Regions from separate parts of the Sus scrofa genome. Here region 1 is linked to region 2. The links are chromatin contacts, called in public HiChIP or PLAC-seq maps. All regions are on one chromosome and are shown on one strand. Each heading gives the region's core, a stretch centred on a gene start, on an enhancer-like site or on the middle of the called end of the contact. The rest is flanking DNA. Distances are from core to core; before and after follow the strand shown. Region 1 holds the start of RIC8B (synembryn-B). Region 2 holds the start of TMEM263 (transmembrane protein 263).

Region 1 (6,266 bases), core at 3,676-6,175, 180 kb before region 2:
AAAACTCATGCATCTGTGCATCAGTAAGAATAACATGACCTTTATCTCCAAATCTTCCAACATCATCGTGAGGTAGGTTGCATTTTTCATTCCAGTTCAGCTCACATTTGAGGGGCAACTCCATGCCAGGTCTGCTGTGCTGGCCCCTCTGACAGCCATCTCCTTTAACCCTTATGAGAGTCTGCCAACTAGGTATTATTATGTTCATCACAGTTGAGAAAAAAATCCGTGCTCAAAGAGGGCAAGCAGAGCCTCTTGGCTTTCAAGTTTTCCTCTGACATAAAAACAAAAACAAAAAAACTGGTTCCCAGAAGGAATTTAAAAATTTGACCAATGATTAGCTTCTGAGACTCACACCGTGAGTAAGGACTAAACACTAGGTTTTCCAAGTCCCAATCCAGGTTCTTTCACCACATGACAGCATTGCCACCCAAAGTGCTGGGTTTTCCCAAGAGGTGTTTGGATGGGATTCCGAGCCAGCGAGATGCAAATAGGTCTGACCCACATTCCAGCGCTTGGATAAATAAAAACTCCTGAAGAGCAGAGCCCACTTCGTGTGCTTAATTTGAGAGCCCCACTGTGGACAGTCAATCAATGTTAAACAACTCGAGGCACATTTGCCAAGGACTAACAAGCATGGACTCAGTTTTAGCAATTAGAATACTAGGAATATTATGGCGGAAACTCATAAAGGTGCCGAAAGGCTGAATCAAGTAGTCATAAATTTTTAAGAGTGAAAAAACCCCTCTGAAGTCATCTAATGAAACTCTAATTTCATAAATAATATCCTGAGAAATTAATGTGTACCAGGATTTGACACCAGTCGGCAACAGACCCTTTCCTGTCCCCTAGTTCTATTTAATTTTATTTATGTCGTGGTATTATGAGATAATGTTTTCAGGAATGTAATATGTGGTAAGCTGAAATTGGATTGACTGGTTATACAGTCATCAGTGACAATGAATTGTCGGTCAGATTTAACTTTTCCTTATTCCACTGACCAACTGACCTCTTAAGAAATCTTCCTTGCTGGCTTTCAAGTTCAACCAAATTGGTATCCTTTCTCAATAAGTGTTTCATTAATTGTGGCCTCCGGAACTTCTCTCCTGGCATTTCTCCCTTTCTGCTCGCCCTCTAAGCTCTCTGCACCTCCTCCAAGGCTTCTCTAATTACTCTTCTTCCCATCAATGTTTATCTTGCTTTGATTTGCATAATATTTATGTTAAATGTGTTCCTTCCTATCAGAGAAATGACTTGCTTATTGCCTGGATGTTTCTTATATCTGTAAAGGACAGGATAAATTTTTCTACTCATTTAATTAATTTATTTATTTATTCTTTTTACAGCCACACCTGTGGCATATGGAGGTTCCCAGGGCTTAGAGGTCGAATCAGAGCCGCAACTGTAGGCCTACGCCAGAGCCACAGCAACACTGGATCCGAGCTGCATCTGTGACCTATGCCATAGCTGCAGCAGCACCTGATCATTCATCCACGGAGCCACAATGGGAACTCCTGTTTTTATTTTTTATGAATATCTAAGACCGTGCTGCGCTCCAAATATTTGTTAAAGGAACAAACCATGTTAATTAACTTTGCTACAATGGGGAGGCTTCATTCTTGACAGAAAATGAAATTAACTTTTACCTCGCTTGATTATTCCGATTTCTCAAAGATTAATTAATGAGTCACATGCACATAAGTTTGATAGTCTTTCAAACATTAGTTCAGTGGTTGATATTCTATCAAAATATTGGCCTAGTGGTTCTCAACTTTGGCTGTTCATTTGAATCAACTGAGAAGCTTTTAAAGCTACCAAAACCCAGGAGTTCCTGTCATGGCTCAGAGGGTTAAGAACTCATCAGGTATTCTTGAGGATTTGGGTTCAATCCCTGGCCTTAGTGGGTTTGATCCCTGGCCTTAACCACTCAGTGGGTTAAGGATCTGGCATTGCTGTGGCAGTGGTGCAGGCTAGTTGCTGTAGCTCTGATTCCACCCCTAGCCTGGGAATTTCCATATGCCACAGGTGCGGCCCTAAAAAAATAAAAAACAAAACAAAACAAAAAACTCACTACCAATACCCAGATCCCACCACAGATCGACTGAATCAGAATATCTGCAGGTATGCCCAAGCAATGATTTGCTTGTATCATACTGATACTTGGTTTGCACATATTGATTTGTACAAGCTCACCCTTAATAGATTTTTCTAAAGAATGAGCATGTTCAAATATGCTTTTGCTTTGTCCTTAGAATTACAAAATTTTAGAACAGAGAACTGAGATCCTGCCTGGATCAATTCTTTGACAACCGAGAACACTATCCCATGGCAGAGGACATGCTTCGTAGGATATAACAAAGTCCAAAATAAATGACTATTTATGGGTTTTTCACTGGCTCTGACCTATCAATCTATAACATTTTATGCTCTCAGAGCCAGAGCACTTCTAGCCACTTACTATACCACTTACTAGCAGAGCAAAGCTAATCCACACACTGAACTTAGCTTTTTCTATGAAAAGGAAGATAGTGCCTCTCCTACTGACCTTGCATTTTTTCACCTATTACAAAGATTCAATCAGATATTTTAAGAATAGCAAAGCACTGCCCATATATATGTATGGAATTATATTACCATCTCTCAGAGAAGTAACTTGTGAATAAACATGTTGCTTTGATTACCTAGGCTCTAAATCCTAATTCCTTGGCACCAAGCCCCCCAAGAATCAACAGGAACTGGAGTTACTATGGACTAGAAACTCTATTCACTGAAAATATCATATAACTAAATATTCAGGGTGATAAAGTGATGTAGTGACCCAGGATTTAGCTAGTCTAGGCTCTAGTCCCAGAGTCTGCTTTTAACTATTGACTTTGGACAAGTCACTTAATTTTTCTAGGACCAGAGTCTCGGCAGTGGTCAAAGAGGACTTGAATTTAGAGTCAAAGATCCTTTTCATTTATAAAATCAGTATATTAGTGCTTAATTAAAATTACTAAAGAGCAATTTCCCAAGCCATTAATTCATGTGGTTTCACATTTAAAAAATCTCTTTTTAGAAGTAGAGAGTTGGAGCCTAAAAACATAAGCCTATTTCTGGTAAACAGACATTTCAACTCATGTGTATAAGATCCTCTTTAAAGAAACATCTCTACTCAGATACCTTATGCTTGTCAGTATCCTGTGCAGGAGCTCTTGTTCCAAAAATAAATATATGGTAACCCAAAAAGCATGTAATACAGTACTAGGCAGGCAGTAGGTACCCAAATATTTTATGTTACAGCTCTCGGTTTGGATTCTAGTTGGTGTTATTTATCTAATCTGAGTCTGATTTCTTATATATACACAGGAAAATTACCTTCTTCAATGCATTGAGATGGTGTATACTAAAATGTTTTGTAAACAATTAACTGCAAGGTATTATTATAACCTAGGGAATATAACTTCCTATTCCATGATCTTTCTAAGAAGGAGATTTTTCAAAAATCTTTCTGACTTTACTATGGATGTAGCACTTAACCTCAATGTCTGGCTCAACAAATATGCTAAATAAAGGTTTGCTGCGTGAAAAGTAAAATCCACAAAAAGACCAAAAGCTCCATGAGCTCAGATTCCATACTTGTTTTTATTTCTAAGTTCTCAGCACCTAGAATGACACTTAGGAGACACTCAATAATTATTAGATGAATAAATGTTTGCGTCCCCCGCCCCAGTTCCTCTTCAGCGCAGCTCAAAAGGGAGAGGCAGGCAGGGGCGGCATGAAAGATGATTTCTGGTAAAGGATGCTTAGAATGGAAAGCTGAAAGTTACTTGGAGACTTCATCCACTCTCTAGCAAATAGCTTGGCAGAACAAAAAGAGCATAGATAGGTCCTAAGTTCAAATTCAGTTTCTAAATTCTGCAGTCTTGGCAAATTAATCTATTAACCTCTTCAAGACTCAGTTTCCTCATCTTAAAATGAGAATAGGATCTCCCTCATAGGGTTAAGCACTAAAATGAAAGCGCCATAATAGCAGGGACTTTATTTTGGGTCCACTGTATTCATACTGATCAGGATTGTATTGTATTGAATAGTGCCTGGCACAGCATAAATTCTCAAATATTTGTTAATTTGTGAGAAATTGACTGAGATAACACAGGTGAAGTTTGTAACAATGTGTGTGCATGCAGTGAACACTTAGCAAATGTGAGCCTCTATCATCATCACCATCATCACTACCATTACTAGTATATCCGTATTATTACATTTCCTGGTCTTTGGGGAAAGATCTGTATTCAAATCTTGAATTACCCATTTACTGGCTATGTGACTTAGGACAAATTACTTAACCTATTCGGGTTCCTTCGGTTCCGCAAAAATCTGTGTTGTGAGAAATCACCTGACTGAAGTCTGGAATCTCGGGGGCACGCGATATATGGCAGCTATTATTTATTATTAAGGCCAAAAAACCGCTGAGTCCCCTCTTATCCGAGAATTGCCAGCAATCTCTCACATTAGTGTGGCTGAATACACAGCACGACCGCAAACAAGGAAGGAAGGAATTTCAGAGACCAAAACCGCTAAACGAGAAAAGAGGGAATGAAACCGGTGTTTGACAGTTCCCACCAAGAGGTGTCAGTTTCCGCGGCTGTCACCTAGTCCGACCAGCCAAAGCTAGAGCCGGACAGTCAGCTCGGTAAGGAACACAAAGGAGGCACAGCCGACGCTCAGACCCTCCCCTTAACGGTCTCCGGGCCGCTGGCCTCAGGCGGCCGCCGGACTCCCGTTTCCGGCCTTCGCAGGACCACAGTTCCCAGCATGCCTTTGGAGGGAAGTCTTTCCCGCGGGATGACTACCAATCCCGGCATGCCATTCGGCACTCCAGTAAATTAGATGGAAGAGTGGGATGACCCCATTGCCCGAAGGGAATTGTAGTCCATACAGCTGCTGGCTCTTAGAGGGGCGGGGAAGAGCCGGGTCGCTCTCGTCAGCTGAGGAGAATGATTCATAGAGGAGGGTCGGGAGAGAAGAACAGTTCTGTCTGTGGAAGCCCACTTAAAAGGCTGGACTCTTCTCCGAGGAAGGGAGAGGAAGGAGAGAAAGTAGGACCTCGGGTCTGACCCCGCCTCTGGCCGTTCGCCAGGCCTCTACCGAGTCCTGGGCCTTGTCGGGGGTGGCCGCGAGGCGCCGGTTGCTGGGGGACCCGTGACGTCGCGGGGTGAAAGTTGAGGGGCGGTGACGTCGGGCCTGCCCGGGCGGAGGCTGGCGGGTTGGAGGCAGAGGGAGGGAGGGAAGGAGGGAAGGAAGGAAGCTGGGAAGCAGCGAGCGAGCGGGGGCGCGAGGCGTTTACCTGGAGGCAGCGGCTTGGGCGCGCACAGCGGCCGCGGCTCCCCCGCACCTGCGGCCATGGATGAGGAGCGCGCCCTCTACATCGTCCGGGCCGGCGAGGCGGGGGCTATCGAACGGGTCCTGAGGGATTACAGCGATAAGGTAAAGAGCCCTGGCCCCGGGCATGCGGTATAGCACCCCGGGCCGCTCCCCCAACCCCCCTCGGGCTTGCACACCGCATCTCTCCCAACCCCCCTCATTCCGGGGATGCGCACTGCTCTCCCCCGAAAACGTTTCCGGCTTGGGCATGCGTGTTTGTGCCCCCCCGCTTTTTCCATCCGTGCATCCTGTATCCCCCTGCCCCCACTCTGGCGCCCACTCCTCTGATTCCGGCCCAGCAGCTTGTCCCATGGCCCTGTTCCCAAGCGTGCAAGTCACACCCCCGGAATCCGTGAATGTGTGTCTCCGCTTTGCGCCCTACTCTTGAATGCATAAACGCACGCGAGGCTTCCTTACCTGCATAGCATAAAAATACGTGTGTCTGTGCATCACCACGGCCCTTGACATGCATAAAACGTATCAGCTACGATGGCAGTTCCTTATATATCTACAGCACTGCTGTCTCAAGGCGTGGTGTCTCTTATATGGTCTAACTTGATTCTCAGAATTTATGAGGTAGAGAGCATCCTCCTCTCCATTTTATAGATGAGAAAACCGAGGCACTAGGAATTGAAATGACGCCAAGGTCATGGACACACTGTGTTTTAAGTGGAGGGAGACTAACTACTAACAATACCCGTTGTTTGTATAGCCTTAACAGTTTTCCCATCCATTATCTCATTTAATCTTGACAGCAATCCTGTTTTGCAATTGAGATTCTAGATCTGTTAAGTAACTTGCCCAAGGTCATGCTTGTAAGCTGGGATTCCAACCTAGGTCTTCAAACCATTCATTATTCT
Region 2 (6,727 bases), core at 698-3,197:
CATTGAGTGGTGCTATTCACTTTTACAGGTAAGAAAACTGAAACAGTAAGAAATGAATGCTGTCAGACTTATAAGAAATATATAACTACCTATACTTGAAGTTTCAGAAGATTCAGGTGAACTCAAAACCTCGCCCAAAGAACTGCTTTACATCCTGGTTGGTTTGAGATGGTTTCAACCCATTGTGGATTACAACTTCAATAAAAGCAAAAATGTAAAATCTCCCAGGAGTGGCTACAGTTTTACTAGTCATTTATATATTAAGGATTAAACTCTCCTGCAGAGAGAAAGAAGTGGAAGGGGAACAAGAAACTGTGTAATCGTGCACCTCATAATTTTGCCTAGCATTCACATTGGAAAGATCACATTTTAAGTGGTTGCTGTGATAACAGGAAAATAGAGTTGTTATGTACCTCTTTCACATGTTGAGTAGACACAACAATCCATAGATCCTGCTAACAATTCAGATCATATTTTAAAGTGACAAGATTTTTGCATCTCTCCTTTAACTTCTGGAAAACTAAAATATCTTGATAGTCTCAGAACAATGGTCTAAGAAGATATGAGTTGCTGCTTTGATAAATCAATGACTAGGCAGAAACCATAAACCATATTTAGGCCATTCCATTCAAGACCTGGCTCAATGTAAGCTTCTTCCAGGATGCTTTCCTTGGTTAGCACGTCCTTTTCTGAGCCTTGCCAACAGTTATTACTCAGTTGCACCAAACTGATTATTTTGCATTTGAAAAAAAAATTGTGTGACCTTATTAGTTATCAAACATACTAAGACAAGCGTGTTTTGTCTTGCTAATCAATCTGTGAAGGAAGACCTGACACTTACATACACATATAGGAATTCAGTTTATAAAGCCCTTTCACATCCATCATTTCTTTTGATTCTCTAGAAAAACCTATCTATGATGGACTTACTGTAATCTTCATTTTAAAGGTGTGGAAAATGAATAGATACCCCTTCTCTAGTTTAGCAGCCTTTTCACCACTTATCTCGTTCAGTCCTCGCAACCACCAAGCCGTGAGGTGAGATGCCTCACCTCACAATGGGTTCAGGGCCTGACAATATCCTCTTACCGCTGCACTCTTCTCACCACCTTCCAGAACCGCAAGCAGAGCCTCAGCCTAGATGGGGAGACCTGAAGATGCACCACGCTAGGCGGCAGGTGGCGAGGGAGGGGCGCGAAGCCAGGATTCCTAATTCCAGGTTTCCAACTCCCTCCTCTTAGCTACTAAGCACCCACTCTCTTCAGCCAACTGAAGAGAGTGGGCCCCTGGCGAGCCCTCAGCACTGCGAGAGCGGTGGGTGACGACGACTGATCACAGGAGTTCTTCCTTTTAAGAACCTCAGGTCTAGGGCAGAAGAGACTTAATAATAATAATAATAATAATAATAGAGCAAGTCCTCTCTGGTCACCCCTGTCACCTGGGCAGTAAAGGCACGTCGAGAGCCCCAAACTGAAAGGCGCAGAGAAGTCCCGGCTGGCGACCGTCCCATGTTCCTTCGGGCCAACGTTCTGAATCCCTAGCGACCGTTACTAGCAACTAAAGCCAGAGTCCGAGAAGCAGGCGGCTCCAGCGCTTGCGGGCCGCAGCGCCTCAGCCTACGCATGCCCGGGGCTCTGAGCCCCTCGCCCGATCTGATTGGACCGAGGAGGAAAGGGGGCGGGAGGCCCCAGGCGGAGGCGCGCTCGCAGGCCGGCCCTGGGTTCTCGCGGTGGCACCTAGCGGGCGAAGGGGCGGGAGCTTGGCCTGGGAGCAAGGGGGGGGGGGGGTGTCGCGCGTGCGCACCTCGGGAGGCGACTGTCTGGGGGCTGCTGGGAGGGCTGGGCAGTTCGAGAAACGGGTGGGCGTGTGCCGGGTGGGCGCGGGAGGGGCTTCGTGTGCGCTTGCGCGTCGAATCGCGAGCCGCGGGAGGAGGCGGGAACTGAGGAGGCGGTGGAGGGGGCGGGTCGCGTCCGGCGCCACGTCCGCAGCCAGAGGCCGCCGTCGCCAACCGAGTGTTCTGGTTCCACAGCCAGAGGAGGCGTCTCCGGAGCTCGCAGTTGACCCAGGCTGTGCCAGCCGCTCAGGCCGCCTCAGCCCTCCTCGGTGCTGCCCGGTCTTTTCGCCCGGCCCCGGCGTCGGCCCCCGACCCGGCGGTAAGTCAGGCTGGAAGGGTAGAGGGCGCCGTCTCGGCTTCTTTTCCTCCTCTCTGTTGCCTTTTTCCGTTAGCTCTTCAGCACCTCACCGCCTCATTCTCTGGGCCTGGCTGCTGGGAGTTGGGCCTTTTGGGGGGACTGAGCGGGGAAGGGGGAGGGGCGAGATGATGTTGGGGGCGGGTGGAGGTTCGTTGGCACGGTTGCCCCCTCTTACGGGTCTTTTCCTCCTCGGTGGTTTGAGATTGCGACCCTTCTTGGAAGCATCTGCCTGACTTCTTAGCTCCTGGGGTGTCGGGTTGGGGGAATGGGGGTGGGAGGGCGTCAGCAGCCTGGGAGATGAGAGGAATGTGGCACAGGGCCTGGGTGCTGGGCTTCCCCTCCCTGCTAACTCCTAACCTGTTGATAAATCATTCTCTTGGGTTCAGGTCCCCAGTGGGCATTCACCGTGTTCTTCACAGGTAGCCCTACCCGCCCCCTCCGTGCATAACCTAAACTTGAAAATGTAGCAATGGAGAGAGACGCTGATGGCACCGGGGGCTGCTGGAGCACCCATCAGTGCCGTCATTGCCTTCTGAGTCTAAATAAAATTCGTGTCTGCTATATACACACGCATTCTCAAGTCTGGTCCCCAGGTTCCTACTTCCAATCAGATCCTCTTTCCTAAACAGATCTCCTCTTGTATGTTAGAATAGGAATTCTGGAACCCTGTGGGAGTGCGGGTGTGCTGGGTGTCCAACGTGGAGCGGAGGGAGGAGGTGCTGAGCTCAGCCCTAGCCAGGGCTCCTCCAGGGTCATTTTCTGCTTCTCCTGCCACGTCACTCCCTCTGGTAAAGAAGAAGGAAAAAAAAAGTACTTGCTAGTGCCCAAAGGGATCCGTGGGGGTTGAGAAGGGGCCACTGGGAAAGGTTTCGAAACACCTAGAGAAAGAGGAGAGTTTGATTTATTATGTCCTTGTGAGCACTTGTGCTGATTCTAAATGAAAATACTTAATTTACTGTGTGCGATTATTTGCTATTGTTTAACCTATGTAAAACTTGCACTGGCGTGGGTGCTCTAAAGGGCTTCCCAAGAGTATTGATATCATTCCATCAACAGGTATATATGTGTGTGTACGTGTCCACGTCTGCTTTTTTTAAAGAAAGAGGGAAGTAACCTTGAATAAACCCTTATGCATCCTGTTTTGATTTTTTTCCACTTTCATTTCTTTAGTTTTTGTTATAACGTGTACTGGAAAACAGGTTCAATAAAAATATGCCCATATGTAGAGAACATCGTTAGAAAAGTTACCGTGTGAGGTCCATTTTTTAAAAGTCCAGGAATGTCTTTGCCTTTGTTTCAGTCATTGAGTATTTGCTGTTTTTCCTCTTTCTGAAGGTATCTTACTGCATTATATATAAACACCCTCAGAGTAGGCCTTTACATACTTGTTCAGGCTGAAACCTCAGTGCCTAACACAGTGTAAACCTCAGTGCCTAACACAGTGTCTGACCTGTAGTAGGGACACAGATAGCTGTTGAACTAATGAGGAATAATTTAGTGAAAATGACTGGTGTACTGGTTTGATAGCTTACTGTAATTCTGCTTGATGTTCCATTTAAGGGCTACACTTAAAAATTGCCATTTGATAGTGTCAGTCGTTACTTGTCAGGAGATGGTCATTTATAGGTTTTACTGGCAGATTACTTTATTTCCCTGCTAGATTCAGTGCATTTCTTGTAGTTTACGTGTTGTTGATTTAATGGGCAGGGGCCATTTTTAAAAGCAGCCTGTTGGTTAAGTAGAGAAGCCTAAAAATAGTAAGTTGGTGTTTTAATATACACTGTTGATGTGTGTGAGTTAAAGCTCTGTATAAATATATTTTTGAAACTCCTCGTAGTTATTTAGCAAAGAAACTAAAACATGGGAATGAGGATGTGGCGGAGTCCCTATATATAGAATGTGTAGAAGAATTTAGCTAATTCATTTACAGTCTTTTTCTTATAAGGAAATTGGCACTTACTGTTTAATAAGAAATTTTTGAAGTGGCTTTGAAGAAAAACTGTTGTGCACTGTATTTTGTGGTTAGGCTTCACAGACAGTGTGTTAGTGCTCTTTAACTTCCCTTGGTACACAGAGGGTTGTTGAGCCATAGGCACACTTGAGTACTGTTTTCAGATTTTGTTTTTACGATCAGTGAAAACTTTATATAAAAAATGTTACAGATATCCACAAACAACATTGATTCTTTGTTTTCTTTTCTTGCCTTTTTTTTTTTTTTTTTAAGAAGGGGGTCCACAGAGGCATTTGTTTACTTATTTCTATTATTAGAGGAAATTATCCTTTGGGGAATAGTGTTGTTTTAAATCCTTGCTCAATGTATTTGCCAGATGCTATATCTATGATACTATTGTACAGGACAAGACTTATTTCTCCTTAGCCTGAAATGCTTAAAGGAACTGCTGATATATTGCAGTCTATAGAAAAGAAGTCTTTCACACTTCACAATGTCTTAAAAAAACATTTATGACTAGTTTTAGTTGGTACTTTAGTTTGTTCGTATGTCAGGACCAAATGGTAAAACTGATTTATGTCCATAGAATAAGTTAAATTATTTATCCTGATCTAATGGCTGTTTTTTGTCTTTATTGCCTTCCTTAGAAAAGTATTTTTTTAGTAGAAATTTGTGTGCATTATGAGTTCCTATACTTTTTTTTTTTTTTTGGCTTATGAATGAAACTAAATTGATAAAGTGCAGGAAAAGTATATCCCTCCTGGATTGTAAACTCTGGCTTAGAGTAGTCCTGTGTGTGTGTGTGTGTGTGTGTGTGATCACACTGTAGCCTTTTGTGCCTAGCAGGGTGCCTGGCACATAGCTGGAATCCAAATATATGTTGAACAAATGGCTCAATGAGTCTAGGGCAGATGGTTTGTGTAGAATTTAATACTGTTTTATAAGGCTAACATTTTTTAATAGTCCTTTTAAAACTCTTACTGTCAATTATTTGTCTTCACATGTATACTTTAAATTTTACCTCTTCAGTTTTGGAGATTAGAGGTGTATTTGTCGTCACAGTTCCCAGTAGAGAAAAAAATGTGATGATAATGAACAGGGTGGAAACATAAAAAATATTTCTAATGATAAAGTGATAATATCCATAAAGAGGTAATATCACTAAAAGTTTGGCACATATATGCATGTAGAGGTTGGGAATGGTTTATGTGAGTAAAAAGTATAGATGGCATTGCAGATAGTTAAGGATTTTAGCAAAAATACCTTTATCAAGTGACTTGGCATCTTTATTAGGGATTCAGAAAAATATATTCCATATACTTAGAGCTTTTACACAATTTTTATTACCCTAGGAGTTCTGTAGGAATTTTAATACTACATACTTGCTGTTAATATGCATGATGTATAAGAAACTTAAACGTTAAAATATATACATACACACACCAGAGAAAAAATAATAATAATCTCTGTGGCCTCATAAGGTTTTCAAAGCCAAGTTCTGGTTTAGGTAGTCAGGCTTCTGGCTGGCTCAGCTCCAGATTTTCTGTTTTATCGTTTATTGATAGGTCTGTATGTAACTATTGGTAAATGTACCTGTGTTTTTGTATAATAGTATTGAGATTCCTACATTTCAGACTCTTCTACCAAAAATATTCCTAATTTAAGAGCAGAGTACACTCATAGGGGAGGTGGTAGTGTGGTTGGGCAGGGAAGGAAGAGCTGGTAAATCTGAGACTAAAAAAGCTGCAGGCAAGAATGAAATTTTTTAAAAGTCTAGTATCTTAAAAAATTCCCAAGCACTTTTCATTTAACTTTTTGATTAGTGTATATTTAAAAGCAGGAGTTCCCTTGTTACATAGCAGATTAAGGACCTGGTGGTGTCACTATGGTGGCTCTGATCACTACTGTGGTGCAGGTTTGATCCCTGGCCCAGAAACTTCCACATGCCATGGGTGTGGCCAAAAAACAAGAATAAAACTATTTTAAATTACTGTGTAGTAGAAGTCATGCATCATGTCTCTCCTGTGGTTCTTGAAGCCCCTGGCATACCTCTGCCTATTCTTAAAGAGGTACATTTGAAGAGCACAAATCTAGCTTTAATTTTTTTTAAACCAAAAATTTAGACCATAATTAGTATGCATCTTGTGATGCTTAAAGTTAATGTGAATACAAATGATATTTTTCATCCCACTTATTCCACAAATACAGTGTGTCAGTTTACAGCCAAAACATGTCCTAAAAAAAATGGGGAATATTAATGAAATTTTCAAATTGCAAGCCAGGGAAAATTGCAATAAAAGTGGAGGACTTGGGAGGTGTGAACAGGGTAGGGGAAGGTGGAGAAACATAACCGTGAATAAAATTCTGTTGTCATTTTCTTCAGATCAGCATTTAGTGATTCAAGAACATTATTTTTTAGGTGATCAACTTGATTTGATGATTAAAAACCTACAATAACTCTAGACAGATGAACTGCATCATTTTTAAAAATATCCCTTATGAATATCACTGATTTCTAAGATTTAAAAATATCTATTTTTCTTTAATTTCAAAAACAGTACGTTTTATGATATAAAATTAAAAT

What was found. HiChIP or PLAC-seq counts read pairs in DNA pulled down with a chosen protein or histone mark.
Region 1: an H3K27ac HiChIP or PLAC-seq map of alveolar macrophages shows a contact between it and region 2. The contact joins the promoter of RIC8B here to the promoter of TMEM263 in region 2. A contact is called at or near these places in 1 of 5 promoter capture datasets (liver), 4 of 47 Hi-C or Micro-C datasets (fibroblasts, heart right ventricle and skeletal muscle) and 2 of 2 datasets of contacts at active chromatin or transcription factors (alveolar macrophages and skeletal muscle).

The regions. Positions count from the first base shown.
Region 1 is chr5:13,579,156-13,585,421 of Sscrofa11.1, reverse strand. RIC8B (synembryn-B) reads left to right here and starts at 4,925. Exons shown (of 11, transcript XR_002343919.1): 1 at 4,925-5,469.
Region 2 is chr5:13,392,632-13,399,358 of Sscrofa11.1, reverse strand. It overlaps TMEM263 (transmembrane protein 263), which reads left to right and starts at 1,947. Exons shown (of 3, transcript XM_021091567.1): 1 at 1,947-2,153. It overlaps CRY1 (cryptochrome-1), which reads right to left. Exons shown (of 18, transcript XM_021091562.1): 16 at 1-2,977.